Linked DNA regions of Bombyx mori: region 1 is linked to region 2. Evidence: chromatin contacts called from public Hi-C data. All regions are on one chromosome and are shown on one strand. Each heading gives the region's core, a stretch centred on a gene start, on an enhancer-like site or on the middle of the called end of the contact. The rest is flanking DNA. Distances are from core to core; before and after follow the strand shown. Region 1 holds the start of LOC101745361 (putative phosphatidate phosphatase). Region 2 overlaps LOC101739626 (dnaJ homolog subfamily C member 13).

What was found. Hi-C and Micro-C count contacts between places; a contact is called where the count stands out from the background.
Region 1: a contact with region 2 is called in a Hi-C map of middle silk gland, with 2.2 times the contacts expected there. The contact joins the promoter of LOC101745361 here to the enhancer-like site in region 2. A contact is called at or near these places in 3 of 7 Hi-C or Micro-C datasets (middle silk gland, posterior silk gland and whole pupa).

What each region holds. Positions count from the first base shown.
Region 1 is chr19:11,845,244-11,848,841 of ASM3026992v2, reverse strand. LOC101745361 (putative phosphatidate phosphatase) reads left to right here and starts at 1,689. Exons shown (of 7, transcript XM_062674104.1): 1 at 1,689-2,034. The coding sequence starts at 1,923. The region is part of intron 38 of LOC101739626 (dnaJ homolog subfamily C member 13); the gene reads right to left.
Region 2 is chr19:11,808,468-11,811,807 of ASM3026992v2, reverse strand. All of the region lies in intron 38 of LOC101739626 (dnaJ homolog subfamily C member 13), which reads right to left. The region is part of intron 1 of LOC101745361 (putative phosphatidate phosphatase); the gene reads left to right. Among protein-coding and RNA genes, the nearest start is that of LOC101745361, 37 kb to the left of the region's middle. Within about 2 kb of position 2,062, at least 3 of the 8 cell types and tissues checked have open chromatin away from gene starts, as enhancers often do.

The DNA of each region.
Region 1 (3,598 bases), core at 440-2,939, 37 kb before region 2:
AAGATAATATGCAGTCTTTTGGTGAAAATGACCTTCAAAGATTCTATTACACAAAAACAAAAATAGAGAGAGAGAGAGAGAATACACTTTATTGCACACCAAAACACAATTTACATTCAAAAAAACAATCAAAAAACAGATAAATTTGTACAATAGGCGGTCTTATCGCTAAAAGCGATCTCTTCCAGACAACCGTTTAATTTACAGAAATTCTGGAAAATATAAAAAAATTAGCAGGTATGTTGTGGTGTACTATAGATAATACATTATAGAAAATATATACATACAATAAACAAAATATATACCGTTTACATATAATATGAAATATATACTTATTATTATATACCAATATACATACTAGCATACAATACATACTAATATACTTACATACACATAATACATCAACAGTATGGAAATAATAAATGATGATGCAAACAAACAGCACTAAGAAGATAAGTAGTGTTCCTTCACAAAAATACATACAATCAAGCTAATAAAAGCGTGTAAAAAAAGTATGTAATAAATATCATATAATATTTAAGGAAAAAAATCTACTGGTCAGATCTCGACACAAAAATTTCAATGGGATCACATGAGAAGCACCAGATTTAAAATTAAAAAAATAATTAAAATCGGTTCCCAAAGAAAAAACATCTGTGGTAGTAGCACACATAAAAAAATACCTTCGAATTCAGAACCTGATCTTTTTTTTTTAAATCGGTTACAAAGTAGACGCACGGCCACTGTTTAATTAATTAATTCCCAATTTCACCGTGAATAAGCTGTCAGAAAATTTTATGACAAGGAATTTCCTGCTTAGCTTTAGGGTTCCTTTGTTAAAAAACTACAAATAAATACAAGTGTGTGTCCCACTGGGTAGTCGCTACCGATTACGAGCGGCATTTCTTTGTAAAAAATATTCCATTGTTATAAGCTTACATCTCACGTGGAAGATGATATAGTGACAACAATTTATGTTTGTATCGAAACTGGAGGACATTGGAGAATCAAATAAAACTAAATTAGCAACTACATCTCATAGTCTAAGATCCGGCTGCGAAATTAGTAAATGAATAATTTAGACTATCAAAATTTAATTTTTAAGTATTTTTACAACCATGGGAAGTCACTTTTCATCAGGTGCCAATCAAAAATTGCCCGCTAGTATTATTAATTAAAATATAATTAATTTAATTTTAGAAAAACATTTCGTTTATGCCAGCTGAACGTGTTTTTACATACATTGAGCATCCTTGTCCCAATGTTAAATTATGGTCATTTCTGAATTATAAATAGATAGTTTATTTTCTAAATGCAGCGACAAAATTTAGTCAGGCGTAAATATAGATAGCGATATTTACGCCTGACTTTGAAAAGTAGAGTTTCATACATCCTACTGAGATTTTATTGATATTTTAATTGCCTTCAATAATAAATGACAATACGGTTCATTATGGCATGAATATTCACTGTTGTTCATCGACATCAATAACGCCAAGCCGCTGCGCACCGCCCGTGTTGAAGGCAAAATTGCATAATAAATTTTTCAAAATATTGCAACTGCTTAGTTTTGAAAATAATACTAAACAGAAAAGAATCACGTGACACCATTTTGATAAAAAATCGGTACTTAATTCTAATACGAAGCAACTCTTATTCTGCAAATGCGTGGTCGTTGGCATCAGTTAGCATTATACTAAATAGGTAAATAGTCGGTGTTCACGTTCTTCACAATTTTTGACATCTCGTTTTTCGCTCTTGTGTTTCTGAACGAACCGTCAGTACGCGCGCGCATGCGCTCGGTGTTTGACGTAAGGGTGTTATCAAATTATTTTCCAACAACGAATATTTCGTAACATCGATGCAGTGAAAAGTGTTATTTTTATTGTTGTACATTAAACTCTGGACTATTAAGTTTAAAGATGGACAGAACCGAGAGAAAAACGAATTCGCGTAATCATTCAGTCACGATAGATCGAGATTCTAAAATGATACTGCGAAAAATAATACTGGATTTCTTGATACTTTTTTGCGGTAAGCTTAAAATTCTGAATTAAAAATGTAATCTATACGTTTAAATGGTTATTTTAATTACTCTGAATCATTGAAGCTAGACTAAAATAGGGTTATCTAATTTTAAAGTAGGTATTTGATAAAGTTTGATGAAGTTATTGATAAAAATAATTATTAATACTAAATGTGAGTCACGGCTTATATTAGCAAGATGTCAAAAATTTATAAAAAATTGATAACGACTTAGTTAAACACTTTAATTTAAAATATAATATACATACACACTCATCACTTTAAATTTATTATTTTAATACCCCTTGGGTCTGGAAGTTATTTCTTAAAGAAATAAGCAATGCCATTGTACTTTTTTTCTATAATTTTCTGTTATATTATTCTATGTTCACATGAATAAGATAATTAAATACATTAAATATATCAGTGAAATAAAAATATGATATAACAATAACGATAATAAAAGTTTTGCTATGTGTTGATTGGATTCTAAATCATATAACTGTTGTGGTAATTAAATAATCATCTTATGGTCAAGCTCAAAGTGATTTTTGTTAAAATTATTTATTATTAATAATGGCATAGTGATCAGCTTATTTATAAAATTTGAGAAAAACTGAAATATCAAAAAGAAATTAAAACAATATTAACAAATAAAAAACAAATTCAAAATTAATAGTAATTTTTAGGTTCTTTATATAATTTATTTTATTTAATGGCATAAAGTTTGTCTTGACTTCTATTATTGTCGATAGTTTGAGATTATGTAACAAATTAATGTGTATTATTTTTAATCGGTGTCAAAATTACTGATCTTAACTTATAAGATATTTAAAGTGTAATTAGTGCTGTTGACTCTGAATATACTAGAATATATATACTTAACGTCATGAGAGCTCAGCAATTGGGACTAACCCCCAAAAATGAGAAAGTCCCATTCTTTTAAATGATATATTGAAAGAAAAATGCAAATAATTTAAGGTCTCAAATAGTTCTTCCAATTTACAACAATGTAACACATAAATTGATCTATTCAATTATTACTCGCACAAACAATCTTTCAAGTAAACATGAATTTTGTGCGCATTTTCATATGATGCTTCATTACTTTTTGCCATAAATTTATTAATTATTTGTGTAAACTATTTGTTTAGCATATCCACATTTATTCACTTGACCTATAATGGTGCAAAACAAAAATGTGATTTGGAAATTTCAGTGCAATCTACATAAAATGTTGTATCTATGTACTAAATTAACTCTTTCGGTTTTATACTCTAAGACTAAGACTAAGATTTTGATTTCATTTAAATTTCAAAAGTTGTCTGTAATGTTGAATATGGAATCCCTTTGCTTGAGATTATATGGAAAAAGAGTTCTAACCACATTTAAATTTTGTTAATTGTAGACATTAAAATAGATAGAATTGAACATCCCTAAAACATATACTTAGTATTACAGATTAAATAATAATTTTATACAGATTAAAGTCTTAAATTAAATATGTCAAAGACTTTTTTTTATTATCCGAGAGTCGAGTGACATTAAAATCGTCATTAAGTTTTCTGTCGGA
Region 2 (3,340 bases), core at 813-3,312:
TCAATAAGGGGTCTGCGTCTATGATTCGAGAAAACAATTTGTCATCTAATCTCGATGCACAGACATGTCATAATATGTACACAGTATTGTTATTGAAATTGATGTTAAAGCGAACATATTTCGTGTAGTCTGACCCTTTCCATTGCAGTTGAACCCCGAAGGTACGTCGTCATTTTAAGTTCATTAAAATGAATGACTTTTATATTGCCTTAAGTAAAAGGATCCGAATGAACATTGTTTGTATTGAAATTTACAACTACCCCACATTCTTCATTCACTCTTCTTAGTGTGCCAAATTGACAGATTCACGTCTAAAACATGTGATGAAGGTAGCTCATCCTAACTTATAGTCTAAAAATTATGACGCCTGGCTTACATGCGCTTATGTTGCGACTCATATTCTTTTTTACTAATTATCTACGGAACAGTGGTATGTGACGCCTTTTGGACTGGTGGAGCGATGACTTATGAAGCGTGGCCGGAAAGACATGAATCAGGAGAGCCGAAGGCTGAGCTAAGTGGTGGAAATTGGGAGAGACCTATGTCCAGCAGTGGACGACTGTAGGCTGATAATGGTAATGATGATCAAATGGGCACAACATCCACGATAAAGGTGATATACCTGTATTCTGTATTAAAACACATTTTCCCCCGAAAACTGGCAATTTAGCCCAAAATGAGCCAAAAGCTCATCCGCCTTAATTAGTGAAAAAATATAGAAAAAATTACAAGATGGTTGATGTTCTTTTTGATAGATCGTTAAATTTAGGAAAGCGTCGTTTACCCTTCAATTTTAATTTTACTTTTAATAATTAATACACCATAAAAATGAATATAACACAAACTCATTAAAAAACTAAGAGTCCAGAGCATTATTAGGAACACACTTCTTCCATTACAACTAATAGGTTAAACAACTCCAAACGACATCCGATCAATAAAACCTATTCAACTATCTCGACTCTCTCAAGCGTTTTTCTAAGAATTATCAACGTCATTGACTATTATGTATTCAATACAGAACGTAACCCTTGTGGTTTCAAATTAAATATCAATTCCCTTCACATTTATTGGTCATTTGTATCGAAAAACCAATGCACTCGGCACTGCGGTCCCTCCGCATTGGGGTCATTGCGCGATCGAAACATTAAGTGACCAGCCAGCGCTCATTACGTGTCACGATAGAAATTGAAATGCATGGGAATGAATTGTGTCATTTATTAATTCGATCGAGTGTCTGAATTGATTTTAATGTTGCGTGAGGACGGAACCCTTTGATGGTTGTTGTCGGACGAGACAACGGGAGATAGCGATCGTTATTGTGACTTGTCGAGTCCGGTTTTGTATGTTTATTTATGGCCGTTTTCGCGGCTGCTCCCTATTCACAAGGAATTGTAAATGTAACCTACAATTTACATAATATGAAAAGCGTAAATTAGCACAAGTGTTAAGATAAATATCAAATCGCTTTTGATTTTTCTGTTTTTTAACTCAGATTTTAAAGATGGCTCAATAGAATGGTACAAAACTATAATAACATTTTATTTTGTAAATACTAGCAGTAATATTGTAATAAATGTTTATTTTACACAATATAGGTAGTTATCACTTCTATACTTGTCGGCTTGAGAATAAGGTTAATATTTTTACTGAGATATTCTGGTATGTTCGAAATCCTTCTATCAACAAATACGATGAGACTTAAGAATAGTTAAGAACTATTTTATTAATGCCAATGAAAGACAAACAAATAGTATTTAAGCATCTTGAATTTCACCGCATTTATTATTATACGACTATACATACGATTATAAGTGCAATCTCTAATCGATTAAAAAATAAAGCGAATTACAAATCGATTTAAAAGTCACAAAGCAAATTTTAAAAGTTCTATGAGCACTTATATTTCTTTTAATTACAGTCTTATAGTTTAATTACTCTTACAGTCTTTTAATTACACTTGGCATTTATTGTTAGTTATTTGAACGGAATTATCACAATGACGACTCTAACTTCGAACGCGATACATAATAAGTATAGTGGAAGTTAGAAACAAGCGGGTTCATTCATGCAGCAATGTTTTTATTTGAATGCTGCCACACAACACATTAAATGGGATTTCTCGTGTGCGGCCCTTGTAATCGGAAACTTCAATTGTAACGAAACATATTTATATATATATAATTTCGGCTTGGCTGACGATACGGTCCCATGGTGAGACTGTTTAACGATACGTATGGACGCCAACGACGTAAAATACTGTTTTTTATAAATAACATTTTTTTTTTTTTATTGCTTATTTGGGTGAACGAACTCACAGCCCACCTGTTGTTAAGTGGTTACTGGAGCCCATAGACATTAAATGCGCCACCCACCTTGAGAGACAAGTTCTAAGGTCTCAGTATAGTTACAACGGCTGCCCCACCCTTCAAACCGAAACGCATTATTGCTTCACAGTAGAAATAGGCGGAGTGGTGGTACCTACCCGTGCGGACTCACAAGAAGCCCTACCACCAGTGAAACCAGTTTTTTACCCGTACCCATTCGCTGGTAGCCTTAGAGGCTATTCCAGCCACGTCCGGACGGGTAGACGAGTTCACGGGCTCAACCTGAGAGAATTTGCTAACACTAGCCCTAGCAAGAGCAGTGCTTCGCAGAACTTACCACTGGAGACGATCCAGCGAGAAAATCAGTAGGCATGGTACTAGCAAACAACGATCCTCATCTAAAGAGATGTCATAGCTCTGTAGGAAAACTGAAAAGCTCATTCCGAAGCCTGTAGGTTGATGTTGGATCTCTAGAAAAGCCGTCAAAAACCGTAGAAAAGCCGTAGAAAAACCGTCAAATTTTATTCAATACTCGTAGTACAACTAAACAAAATCTATCGACATAAGTAATAATATTAATAGCTAAGAACAAATCACGCACGGTCAGCCGGCCCCAATTTAGGATTCCCCGTGTTATGGGTACCATAGACCTGCTCATCATTCAATGTGGGAATCGAATGTTGGAAGGAATGAGGAATGGGAAGGGAATGTTGCCCGATGTGGGAATCGAACCCACGACCCTCGGGGTAACAGTCAGGGACGTGTTTAATTGTACTGTACTTTACTTACTAGACTTCGCCGAGAATATTCTCCAATCGGATCGTACGTCTTATTTATTTATGTCTCCCGATTCCCCTGTCTATACTTACATATCTTGTGATATTTTTATCTAATGTCTACAAGTATGTCCAGTCTAGTTTTGAATTTCTTATTGAAATCCCTAACCCTGGATTCATAAAGAAAAATATATTCGAATTCATTGTATTTGAGGAGAGCGTAACATACGTACATGT